3 separate regions of the Mus musculus genome follow, and regions 1 and 2 are each linked to region 3. The links are chromatin contacts, called in public promoter capture Hi-C maps. All regions are on one chromosome and are shown on one strand. The core of a region is the stretch at or near the end of the contact, and the rest is flanking DNA. Distances in the headings are between cores, read along the strand shown.

Region 1 (3,943 bases), core at 897-3,396, 2.0 Mb after region 3:
CCAAGGCACATGTGTAAAGGTTAGAAGTCAGGAGTCTGTTCCTGCCTTCTACTCTGTGGGTCCTGGGCATTGAACCCTGGTTATCAGGCTTGGCAGCAGGGCTTTGCCATCTTGCTGGCCCAGAATATCTGATTTTAAAAATGCCGCTAATGTTGCTGCCTTACGTTTCATACAGAACTGTCCCGTGGTGCTGGAGAGATGTCTCAGTGGTTAAGAGTACTTGTTGCTCTGGCAGAGGGCCCAAGTTTGGGTCCCAGCACCCACATGGCTGCTCACAACTACAAGTCCAGTCCCAAGGGGTTCAATGAAGTCTTCTGGCTTCATCGGGCACCAGGCATGCAGGAGATGCAAGTACATACGTGCAGGCAAGATATTCATAATAAATAGATCTTTTAAAAAATGTTCAATTAGGGGCTGGAGAGATGGCTCAGAGGATAAGAGCACTGACTGCTCTTCCAGAGGTCCTGAGTTCAAATCCCAGCAACCACATGGTGGCTCACAACCATCCATAATGAAATCTGATGTCCTCTTCTGGTCTGTCTAAAGACAGCTACAGTGTACTCATGTACTTAAATAAATCTTTTTAAAAAATGTTCAATTTTTTTTTTTTTGGTTAGGATCAAATTTGCAACAATTTCTGAAATGGCCCTAAACATACTCCTACTATTATCGTATATTCTATGTACTTATGCATAGTGACAGTGGTGTGAAAGCTTCAACAATTATAAAATCAAAATATAAAATCATTCTGAAAAATGTTGAAGATGTTCTACATCCTTCATCATTCAAATATGCAGCCAAGATTAAATTGTGTAAAAATAAACAAGTAATCTATCTCATTAGTATTCAATTTTGCTTTTGTTTTTAATCAATGGTAAAACTGCATATATAAGAACTGCTTTAAACACATTTCCTTATGTCTTATTATCAGTAAGTGTTTGACTTGTATCCCCTATTTTACATACCCATACTCATGCAGTAGTGTGAAAATTTCCTAGGTGAAGGAGGTCACATGTAGAGAAATTTAATTTAAGAGGGCGCTCTAGTCTAAGGTGGGAGGCTCATGAGCCCTTCCTTGTCTTAGACACGAACAGGATGCCTGGGGTTGTGGGCATATAAGAGGGAAAACTCCATACTGAAACACCATCACTGAAAGAAGAAAATAACACACAAACAATGTGCCAGTGATGTGTCAAGCATAGATAAAATGATCAAAGGTGGCGGGCAGGTGAGGTAATATGCAGGCGCGCGCGCGCGCACACACACACACACACACACCACACACACACACACACACACACACACACACACGGAGACTTGTTTGCATAAGATACACACAGGGAAACTTGTCTTCAAACACACACACGAAATGTCTGCATAACAAACATCTTCTACAGTCTCCTACAATGTCCTGTCCTCACCACGCTCAGCGTCCCCAAACCTCTCCTCCCCGGTTCTGACTTTTACCTCGGTTTAGTTTGTGGACGGGAGGCCCGCCACCTTCCCTCACCTACATGCGACTCTACACTACAGTCGTCGCAGGTCATCGGGCTCCACCCTCAGGCCCGGCTGCGGGTCCGCTGCCTTCCCGCGCGTCTCCCGCAGTTTCCACCCTGAGCTTCCCGCCGATGCCGTCCGTGGTAGTGGACAGAGGCTGGCGTCCTTCGACCCCCAGGGGCTCCGAGCTCGGCTTCCGGACGCGTCAACTGCCATTGCCACGGTCGCCGTGGCGGGGACAGTGGCCGGCCTCCCTCCTCGCGTCCTTCCGCCGCCCTCGAGCAGAGGGAGCCGGGGGCTCGCCAGGCCGCGACGCCCACCCGTCGGCGGCGGCCCGCACCGCCCGCACCCGGCCCAGCCGACTCACAAGGACTCCAGGTGCTTGAGCTGCTGCAGCTGCTGCGCGTCGTGCCGCCGCCGTTTCTGCTCCCGCCGCCGCTGCAGCTCGTGCTCCGGCGGCTCCCGCGGCCGCCGAGACCCGGCCCCGGACGACATCGCGACCCGAGGCGGGCTTAGAAGGTGGAAAGTCGCCTCTTCCTCCCCGCAGCGCAACCCCACCAACGTCCCACCGGCCCGTGCCGCAGAACGCCGACAGGGAACGTGCAGCCAGGCCCCCGCGGCCCTGAGGCCTGCGGGAACCTTAGCTGAGAGGGGCGGGGCGGGCCGGGGCGGGGCGAAGGCGGGCGGGGCCCGAGGGCTTCCGGGTGCTCCAAGTCGCCTGCAGGCCACACCCACTTCTGCGACTCGTTGCTTTCTATTTTTTTTTTTTTTTTATATTATGAAGGTTTTAAGTATTTGTGGGTGGGCAAGGTGTCAAAGGTCTTTAATATCAGCACGCAGGAGGCAGAAACACTGACCTGTGAGTACGAGGTCAAGCTAGTAAAGTCAGAGACCTGGGGAGATCCTGTTACAAAGGAAAAAGAGAAAAGATTTTATTTCTACGTATATATTTGGGGTGGTGGTGCAGGGGTGGAGTTCGGTAGTTGCCCAGAATTCAGAAGAGGACGATGGCTCTCTAGAATTGGAACTGTGGGCTATATGAGCCACCCTATGCTGGGAACCGAACTCTGGTTCTCTGCAAAAGCAGTATGGCCTTCTAAACTAAAAGCCTTTTGGCTGCTACTTGTTACCTATGGATTCATCCATTCTGGGAAGAAAACAACGTTCTCTATAAAATCTTCAGTTTCCCAGACTATGCGAATTCGTAGTAAAAACACAGACCAATATATTCATAATATTTTATACCAAGATTTTTGGTGATGCAAATAAAAAATAAAAGCAGACACACAGTATCCTGCAGAGGAGCATCCTTTTTTAAAACTTGCTCTTCCTCCTTTGCTCCTATAAGCGGTGTCTCAGGCCGGAAGCTCCACTCGGAGCGTTCCAAGTTAGGTCTCTACACTTATCCAAAGGTAGCAAAGAGGAACGACCGAGAAAAAGAAAGAAAGGTATTAGGCTGGCATTTTGGTACTCAGCAGAGGCAGGCAGTTCTCTATGAGTTCAATCTGGTCTGTGCTGCTAAATCTTTTTTGTTTGCTTGTTTTATTTATTTATTATTATTATTATTATTATTATTATTATTATTATTATTATTATTATTTTGGTTTTTCGAGTCAGGGTGTAGCCCTGGTTGTCCTGGAACTCACTCTGTAGACCCGGCTGGCTTCGAACTCAGAAATCCGCCTGCCTCTTCCTCCCAAGTGCCTGGATTAAAGGTGTGCACCACCTGCTGCTAATTCTACCAGCCATAAGCAGAGCCTGACTCCCAGTGCGGGAGGGGCAACAAAAGGATACTAATCACTGTGGCCCACACTGAGAAAATAGAGATGAGTTTCACAGCCTATTTCCAGATAACTGGCACGAGGTTTTAGGATGTAAGGAGGGGAAGATTTGAGGCAGGGATCAGCTACCAACAATTAAATATTGGTCAAACCATGTTATGATTGGTTATTTCAATCATTGTCTTGCAAGGTAGTCACATATACCTCATTACTTGAGGGGACAATCTGTTTCCCATGAAGGTGACTGCTCCACTGTGATGGGGTGGGAACTGGGGACAGCTTCCTGGATGATCTCATTCAGAATGATCTGTTTGTGATGCTCTCACCGTTCCTGGACTCTAAAGCTGATGGTTGGGAAGGGGCCTTTTCCCAGGTCTGGAATAGGCCTCTGTAAAATCTGACAGTAAAATACCGTAGTTACTTTTTGTGCCTTAAATATTGGAGAGGGAGCAGATAGACTAGATAAATTCAGGGTTAATCAATCTCATGTCTCCTGTTTTTAGGTAAAACAACCAACTGATTAGGGTCTGAGGCATGCTACGCTACCATTCAATAAGTATCCCAACTTAAATGAAAATAAAAGTAAAATAAAAATGTCTTGGGGTTGAGAGGTGGCTCAGCAGTTAAGAGGGCATGCCATTCTTGCACTGGGCCTGGGATTGGTT
Region 2 (4,208 bases), core at 1,559-4,058, 1.5 Mb after region 3:
ATAATGCATATGGGCAAACTTTTATAGCCATAAAACAAAAATAAACAAAAAAATTAAGTGGGGCTGGGGGGAAAAAAAAGAGGGCCAGGGCTGTGCTCTGCTCAGTGTTCCATGTTCTTTGTGCTTAGCTCAGTGCTCCATGTTCACTTGGCACAGGTGGGGTCCTGAGTGATGAGGGGAAGAGAGGGAGGAGAGACCAAACCAGCAACCAGCCAGCCAAACAATCAAATAAACAAATAAACAAACCCAGAGCTAGACAGAGCCCATAGAGCCAACCCTTCCGGTAAGGCACGTGAAAAGACCCGTGGAGAGTGTGCTGTTGTGATCTGTGCACTTAAAGCTTTGCAGTGTCAGGCTGTGTCTGGGTGGGGGCTGGAGGCTGAAGCATCAGACTTCCTACAACAGTATAACTGTGCTCAGGATGTCTGAAGAATCCCCACCACATAGTCTTCTCAACCTGTGTCCTAGTGTGTGTGTGTGTGTGTGTGTGTGTGCGCGTGCGCGCGCGCAAGGGTCAGGGTGTGGAGTATAAAGTGGGAATATTGTATGGAATGCTTTGTGTCAGGGTTCAGCTGTTTATGTGTGTGGGGGCAATAGAACTCTGAATGCCATAGCATGTGTGTGCATGTGTGTGCATGCAGGGTGTGTGTATGTGCATGGTATGTGTGTTCTGGGGTGTGCATGTGTGTGTGCAGGGTGTGTGTGTGTGTGTGCTCAGGGTGAGGGTGCCCAGCTGTGTGTGTGGGTGTACTGGGGGATGTTGTGAAGCTGTTTTCTGTCCCCAGAGGGAAAGAGTAAGCTCAGGAAATCACAGTTCCGCCCTGTTCCTGGGTCTCCAGGCAACCGTACCACTTTGAAGTTACTAGGAGACAAGGTTTCCAGGGAAACAGGCTTGAGTGACAGCTCACGAGCCAAGTTTGGGTGAAGAGACTGGCTGAGAAATCAGGATCACCCACCACTCACCTTGGTTCCCTCAGTTCTTCCTCTTTCATTCAGTGACTTGACAAGAATTGCACTTTTCCAGTGTGGTCATAGACTCTTGTGAATGAAGCCCTCATTCTCTCTTCTCTCTCTCTCTCTCTCTCTCTCTCTCTCTCTCTCTCTCTCTCTCTTTCTACACACACACAATTTTCTCTCTCCTCTTAATACAAGCAGGCATTAAGAAGGTCCCAGGCCAAAAAGAAAGTTAGATGACAGGCCTCTTAAAGGGCCCTCATACAGGGAACCTGGGAGAGGTCTCAGTATGTACAGTGCAGGATGTACAGGCACGAGCCTGAGAGTCGACCCATTTAAACACTGGACACAGGATCGGTCTCGTGGTGGGGCTGTGACGGTCATCCAGTCTGACATACACAGCAGTGAACAAGACACACTGTGCAAATGAGCTAGAAGGTAAGGACTGACCTCCACACGCTAGGTGGCACAGGTAATCCTGCACACGCCCACACAAAAAAAGATTTTTAAAAAATCCCAGAAATCGGGGCCAGTGAGATGGCTTAGAGGACTCTTGCCACCAGCCCTGAAGATCTGTCATCCAGGGGCTGGCGAGATGGCTCAGCGGTTAAAAAACACTGACTGCTCTTCCAGAGGTCCTGAGTTCAATTCCCAGCAACCACATGGTGGCTCACAACCATCTACAATGGAATCTGATGATCTCTTCTGTCATGTAGGTGTACATGAAGACAGAGCACTCATATACATAAAATAAATAAATAAATCTTTTTTTAAAAATCTGTCATCCAGGGGACACACATGGTGGGGTAGAAAGAACTGCATCCCATCCCAGAAGTTGTCCTCAGAGTGCATGCACTCTGTGTCAATGGGAGTATATACACACTCACACCAACTAAATAAATGTAATCACCCCTCCCCCCATGGAGGGCAGAGTGCCTGCTCAGCATGGACAAAACCCCGAATTTCACCCCCAGCCTTGTATTAACTTATCATAGTGGCACAGGCTAAAATGTCTGGGACCCTACCAAAAAATAAAATTCCCCATATTCAACTATGCAGAGACAAGCAAACAGGTCTCTGTGAACTTTGCTTCGGTGACATCAGCAATTGTTCACACCAACGCATTACAATGATCACATGGAATCACAATATTCATTTTGCAGGTGGGCAAGCTAAAAGTCTGGTTATCATCATCATTATTATTATTTTTAAAGATAGGTGCTCATGTAACTCAGGCTGGTTGCAAACCTCAATATATATCTAAGGGAACCTACTTTTTTTTTTTTTTTTTTTTGAGACGGTTTCTCTAGACTGGCCTTGATCTTAAGAGATTCACCTGCCTCTGCCACTCAAGTACTGGAATTAAAGGTGCGCGACACCACCGACCGGCTTCTACTTTTTTTAATGTTTAGATTTATTTTTACATGAGTGTGTGTATAAGCGCGGGGCCATAAATATATGGGTGCCACGTGTCCGCGGAGTCCAGAAGAGGGCGTCGGATTCCCTCACACTGTACTTGTGCATGGCTGTGAATCACCTAGTAGATGGTGGGAACTGAACCCGGGTCTTTTGGAGGAGCAGCCAGTGCTCGTAACGACTGAGCCATTCTCTACAGCTCCGACCTAGAGCCTGGGCGTCTCTTTGGAGCACGTTTGGACCCTCGACCTTCCTTTCCTTTTAATCGATCACACGGCTTCTTGCAGCAATTCCCTCAAAGTACCCACTTCCTCCACGCTCCGTGTTTTGATCATTGGCTGACAGCTCCAGCGACGAACTTAGTCTGTGAACTATAGCCAATGAGGCCTCTGTGTGGGCGGGCCCAAGATGAGATATCGCTTTTGATTGGTCAGCGGCACTCAGCAAATGGCGGAGGCGCTGAGGCGGGTGCTGAATGCCGGCTGCGCGGCAAGGCCAGGAGAGGATGGCGCTGCCGGGCCGCCATTGCTGTTGCTCGGCGCTCCGCGCTCTGCGCAGACGTCGCTGCTGTTTGCAGCCGCCCTTGAGGCGGCAGGGGAAGGCCGCGGGTCCGTCCTCTTCGTGACGCGAAGGCCCCTTCAGAGCCTGCCGCTCAGTACACCCACAGCGCGAGAGCATTGGCGGCTCCAGGTAAACGGAGGGCTGGACCTGGCAATGCGTTACCCAATGGCGGGCTAGTTCGCGCCTGAGTGACAGTTCGATAGGCAAATGGCAGCGTGAATCGTAGATTCACAACTAAATCGTCATAAAGCGTCTGTGGAAGTGGTGGGTGGAAGAGGCGGAGTAGGGTCGTGGGACGGGACAGTGCGGGTTTAGTTAAGATGAAGTGAAAGACCGTCCTGTGGTCGGGCGGCATTGGTGAGCATGGGTGACAAACCAAAACAAACCACCAAAAACAACAACAAAAAAATACGGACTGGGATTAACTGAACAGAGAATTTACCTAACATGCGCGAAGCCCTGGGTTCTTTCTATCCCTTTAACCAGACTTGATAATATATGCCTGGGATTCAGTTCTCAGAAGTGTCAGGCCATCCTTGGCTACAAAACGCGTTTGCGATCATCCTGGGTCACATGAGGCCCTGTATTAAAGAAAAAAAATGTTTTTTCCTTAAATAATCTTGAGCAGTGACAACTGCTGGAGAAGGGCAGGTGACAAGGGTGAAGTATTTGAGCTGGTGCTTCATCCTGGAACTTTATATATGGACCATGAGAGCCTAGACCGGAAAGTATAGAAGTGAGGTAGCCATAATAGGGAGTTTTGACCTCCTATATTAAGTCTAGCCTTTTCCTATCTTCTAGAAGGTTCGTTTCCAGTACCCATCCTCAATTCAAGAGCTTCTCCAGCTGCTGGCCTCTGCCCATGAGGCCCCAGCACCGACCCCATCCCTTCTACTCCTGGACGGCCTGGAAGAATATCTCGCAGAGGATCCCAGTGCCCAGGAAGCCGCCTACTTGGCTGCATTGCTTCTGGATACTGCTGCCTTCTTTAGCCACCGTCTTGGAGCCAATGGCAGTTGTGGGCTTGTTGTGGCCCTTGAAACCCAGAAAGAAGCAGAGGCCGATGCCCCACATCTGCCATTACTTAAGCGATATTTTCCTGCACAGTGCTGGTTGCAGCCAGATGCCCTAGGCTTGGGACAGCATTGCTGCCTTCGAGCCAGCCTAGAGTTGGGCAAACTGAGCCCTAGGACAGAGTGGTCAGTGAGTTTCTTACCCTGTGGAGAGATGAAGGTCACCCCATGGCTTGCCCAGGCTTCTAAGCTCAGCCCAGAGAA
Region 3 (4,263 bases), core at 1,050-3,549:
TGCAGTTACAACTAAAAATCTGTTTCTTATTTTCCCCAGAATAAGTTGTAAATAAATTGCTAGACCAGGGGAAATTGAGAGAGCAGGGGAAAGAGAAAAAAAATTAGTGTATGTCAAAATAAAATGCACGTGTCCTCTAACCTAGAGCACACGACCTTACCTCTCAGTTCTTGGGACTGCAGGTATCTGCCACCAAGCCCAGCACAATATAGAAAGCTTGAAAGGATCACATACCTCCAAACATCCAGAAGCTTGTTGCCGCTTTTTAAAACAATGTGGAGAATTCTGAATGTTTATAGATCAGATATCACATGCATCATTTTATGTATGTATGTATGTATGTATTTTTGTGGTGCTGGGAATTGAACTGGGGCTTCATACATGGTAGGCAAGTATTCTATTCCTGAGCTATATCCTCAGCCAGTTCTTGATTTCCTTCTTTTCTTTTGTAAAGACAAGATCATGTGGTTCAGGCTGGCCTACAACCTACTATGTGACCGAGGCTGACCCTGAACTCCTAATGCTCCAGCTTCTATCCGCAGAGAGCTGGGATCAAAATCAAGTGAGCTACTGCACTCAGTTTATGTGGTACTAGGAACTGAACCTAGGGGTCTGTGGATAACACACAAACACTCTATCAACTGAGCTGAATACCCAAATAACTCTATTCTTTAATTTTCTTGATTGAATCTAATAATATTTTGCTTTCAGTAAGACAATGTCCTAATCTAGGTGGTACATTACCAAGTATTTAACAGTCAAGTGTTGTATCTATTATTGTTTATTCGGAGATAGGGGTATAACTATGCAGACTGGACTGGCCTGAAACTATGTAACTATCCTGGCATAGAAATCATGTTCTGGGGCTGGAGAGATGGCTCAGTGGTTAAGAGCACTGGCTGCTTTTCCAGAGGTCCTGAGTTCATATCCCAGCAACCACATGGTGGCTCACAACCATCTACAATGAGATCTGATGCCCTCTTCTGGTGTGTCTGAAGACAGTGACAGTGTGGTCACATATATAAAATAAATAAATCTAAAAAAAGAAAGAAAGAAAAGAAAAGAAATCATGTTCCTATTGCTCCAACTCCTGAGATCACTGCTATGTGCTACCATGTTGCCCTTTATTTTCAGTTTACATCTTAGCAAACAAGTCACCATACAATATATCTTGCTGGGGAAAGAGTAGACACGGACTGCTGCAAGAGGTGACTGCAGCATAACAGATACTGGACCATCAAATATGCTAGTACGTCTAAGTTTTTTTTAAAAAGAGAAATGGGGGGGGGGGGATTGTTGGGGAGAGAACACTAATTTATCAATCTTCTTAATAGTTAATTCTATGATTTTTAATAATCTAGCTTTCCACATTTCTTCTGTGAGCTCCAAGCAGTTTAGTGATGAACAGATCTAAGAACGAAGAGAAAAGTATGTGTATCACGCACAAGGCCCTGAATGGACCACTAGCACAGAGAGATAAAGGGATGAGGAAACAAACACAGGCCTAGGAACTTTGGAGGTGGAAAAAAGCTCACTATTATTGTTTGTTAGGTTTTTGCTTGTTTGTTTTTTAATAAATACAGTATTTCACCACGTAGCACTGGTTGGCCTGGAACTCATTTTGTACACCAGACTAGCCAAGAACTCACAGAAATCCTTTTGCCACCTGTGTGCCGTGAGTAAAGGCTTGCCCGCTAGGTTTTTATGAATGGGCTGGAGGTCTACCAATGTTTATATTCTCTCAAGAAAGACGTACATTCGAAGTAACTAAGAAATTTGTCTCTGTATCTGAAACTAATGGTCAAAATAAAACACGCACTCACTAAATAAAGTACAATCTAACAATATGAATTAAGTTCTCACCCCGACATTCGTCTCTAATATTTTTTTAAAAGGGAATACGGCTTTTTCCAAAAGCGACCTTTCACTGAGTGCTCACCAGAGGCGCTGAAATCGCAAGGTGTATGGCGCTGATCACTCCAACTACTCCGGCAAAATTTCATTTCTGAGGAGAAAAATAAAAGAGCCTTTCGCACAGAATTTGCTTGGGCGGCTTTTGAAGAGCAGCATCGTAGCCGCAGCCATCGCCAGGCCCGCCCTCTGGGCACTTCCCCAGCCTGGCGACTGACAGCCAGAGAGGACTCAGGCTTGGCCGCGCCCGGAGGCGCCGTGGCAAGCGGAGCAGAGCTCTGCACTCTCGTTCTCTATCTCCCCCTCCGCCTCCAGGTAGTCCTTGTACCGCAGAACTCACGAATGCCAGGCAACTCCGCAACTCTTCAGTGCAGATAAGAGCCGGAAGAGACGGGCGCGGGCATGACGTCACTTCCGCTCGCGCTCGGTCTGCTGCAGAGCCAGGCCCGGGAGTCTACCTCGGTTGAATTCCTGTCAGATTTCTAGTTTCTCCGCAGTGTCAGGGCGGAGGGGCTGTAAGGGCTTCACCGCGGGAGCTGGAGGCCGACGCTGGTCTCCAGGACAAGACAGAATTAGAATCCAGGCTGTGAGCCGGGCAACGGTGGTGCCAGGACCAGTAAGTCCTTTAACCACAGGGTTTCTTGTGGGTACCCAGCGTCCGCTCAGGAAATTTTTTTGCCTGCCATCGCTGCATTCTTAGAACCCTTGCTTTCTAGTGCACCCTAGTCCAGTAGGAAACAGAAGGCAGTCTCGCTTCCGTAATCATCTAGACCTCTCAAGATGTTGAAATTGTATTTCGTAGGCTGCGACCATAAAGGGTGCTTCAACAGATTTACCCTACCTAAGCCCATTCCACCAGCCTCAGGAGCCCAATGGAAATAACTGGGTTTCTGACTGAGAATCCTGAAGTAGTTACTGGGTGGGTCTTGAACTCGTCTTAACCGCGTATCTGCATCTTTCCCAGCAACTGTTTTCCCAAGTCCCCGGTTCTATTGAATGCCCTAAGCAAACAGTAAGCTCAAATCCGGGTTTTTGTCATCTCAAGTCACAGGAAAAATGCCCAGTCACTCAGATTCGACACTCCTGGTTACTGATGGTCCCTAATAACATGAATGAAGAGCCAGTTTAACCACGCAACAGTTGAGAGGCTGAAAACTGTAATGTTACTAGGCTGAATTCTGCTGACATCTGTTGGTCAATGCGAGTCAAAGAGAAATGAAGCTATAATCACTTTCTGACGAAAGTAAAAGCATTTATGGCCCTGATCTATTACAGGATGCAAGATCAGTTTGTCAAGAGACCCATTTACCCTCTCTGCCATGAACTTGCTCAACCAGGGGCTTGCGTTGCTTCAGAAACAATATGCCAGTATGACTTCTCAGTGAAAAGGCAGACTTTCTTACTGCACACTTAGAGCTCAAGGAAAAGCTCTTTACTAAAGCACATGGCCAAATATGAGTTGACCTCAAATGTAATTATATATACCTTAGAGTTAGGCATTTTACACACACTCATCCTTAAAACCTCTAGGTCCCAGCCCCTGATTAGACTTTGAACAATTTAAGAGACAGGAGACTACAAGTCTAGCCACTTGGTCAGATGGGTTATTTACACAAAAATATTGCCAAGATTATTTAAGTACACCAGTGTTGTTCTTTTCAAATAGATCTGACCCAGGGTCATGTTGCCCAGCTGGCAAAAAAAAAAAAAAATTTTTTTTAAAGAAAGGAACTGGGGTGTGGGCTGGAGAGATGGTTCAGCGGTTAAGAGCACTAACTGCTTGTCTTAGTGTCAGGGTTTCTATTCCTGCACAAACATCATGACCAAGAAGCAAGTTGGGGAGGGAAGGGTTTCAGCTTACAATTCCACACTGGACTGGAACTCAAGCAGGTCAGGAAGCAGGAGCTGATGCAGAGGCCATGGAGGGATGTTTCTTACTGGCTTGCTTCCACTGGCTTGCTCAGCTTGCTTTCTTATAGAACCCAAGACTATCAGCCCAGAGATGGCACCACCCACAAGGGGCCTTTCCCCCTTGATCACTAATTGAGAAAATGCCTTACAAGTGGATCTCATGGAGGCATTTCCCCAACTGAAGCTCCTTTCTCTGTGATAACTCCAGCCTGTGTCAAGTTGACACAAAACTAGCCAGTACACTGCTCTTCCGAAGGTCTTGAGTTCAAATTCCAGCAACCACACGGTTGCTCACAACAATCCGTAATGAGATCTGACGCCCTCTTCTGGGGTGTCTGAAGACAGCTACAGTGTACTTACATATAATAAATAAATCTTAAACAAAAAAACTGAGAACATTATGGCACACCAGGACTCAACATCCATTGTGAAAGTGATCTG

The links. Promoter capture Hi-C pulls out the DNA fragments that hold promoters and counts their contacts.
Region 1: a contact with region 3 is called in a promoter capture Hi-C map of erythroid cells, with 6 times the contacts expected there. The contact joins the promoter of Rp9 here to the promoter of Zfp426 in region 3. A contact is called at or near these places in 4 of 39 promoter capture datasets (erythroid cells, liver and pre-B cells).
Region 2: a promoter capture Hi-C map of erythroid cells shows a contact between it and region 3, with 11 times the contacts expected there. The contact joins the promoter of Swsap1 here to the promoter of Zfp426 in region 3. A contact is called at or near these places in 2 of 39 promoter capture datasets (erythroid cells and liver).

Annotation. Positions count from the first base shown.
Region 1 is chr9:22,466,210-22,470,152 of GRCm38.p6, forward strand. It overlaps Rp9 (retinitis pigmentosa 9 (human)), which reads right to left and starts at 2,147. Exons shown (of 6, transcript NM_018739.2): 1 at 1,865-2,147. The coding sequence starts at 1,992.
Region 2 is chr9:21,952,945-21,957,152 of GRCm38.p6, forward strand. Swsap1 (SWIM type zinc finger 7 associated protein 1) reads left to right here and starts at 2,809. Exons shown (of 2, transcript NM_025870.1): 1 at 2,809-3,060; 2 at 3,733-4,208. The coding sequence starts at 2,818. Gm45914 (predicted gene, 45914) reads right to left here and starts at 3,062. Exons shown (of 1, transcript NR_132099.1): 1 at 2,340-3,062.
Region 3 is chr9:20,490,447-20,494,709 of GRCm38.p6, forward strand. Zfp426 (zinc finger protein 426) reads right to left here and starts at 2,300. Exons shown (of 9, transcript NM_001110309.1): 1 at 2,252-2,300; 2 at 1,940-2,005.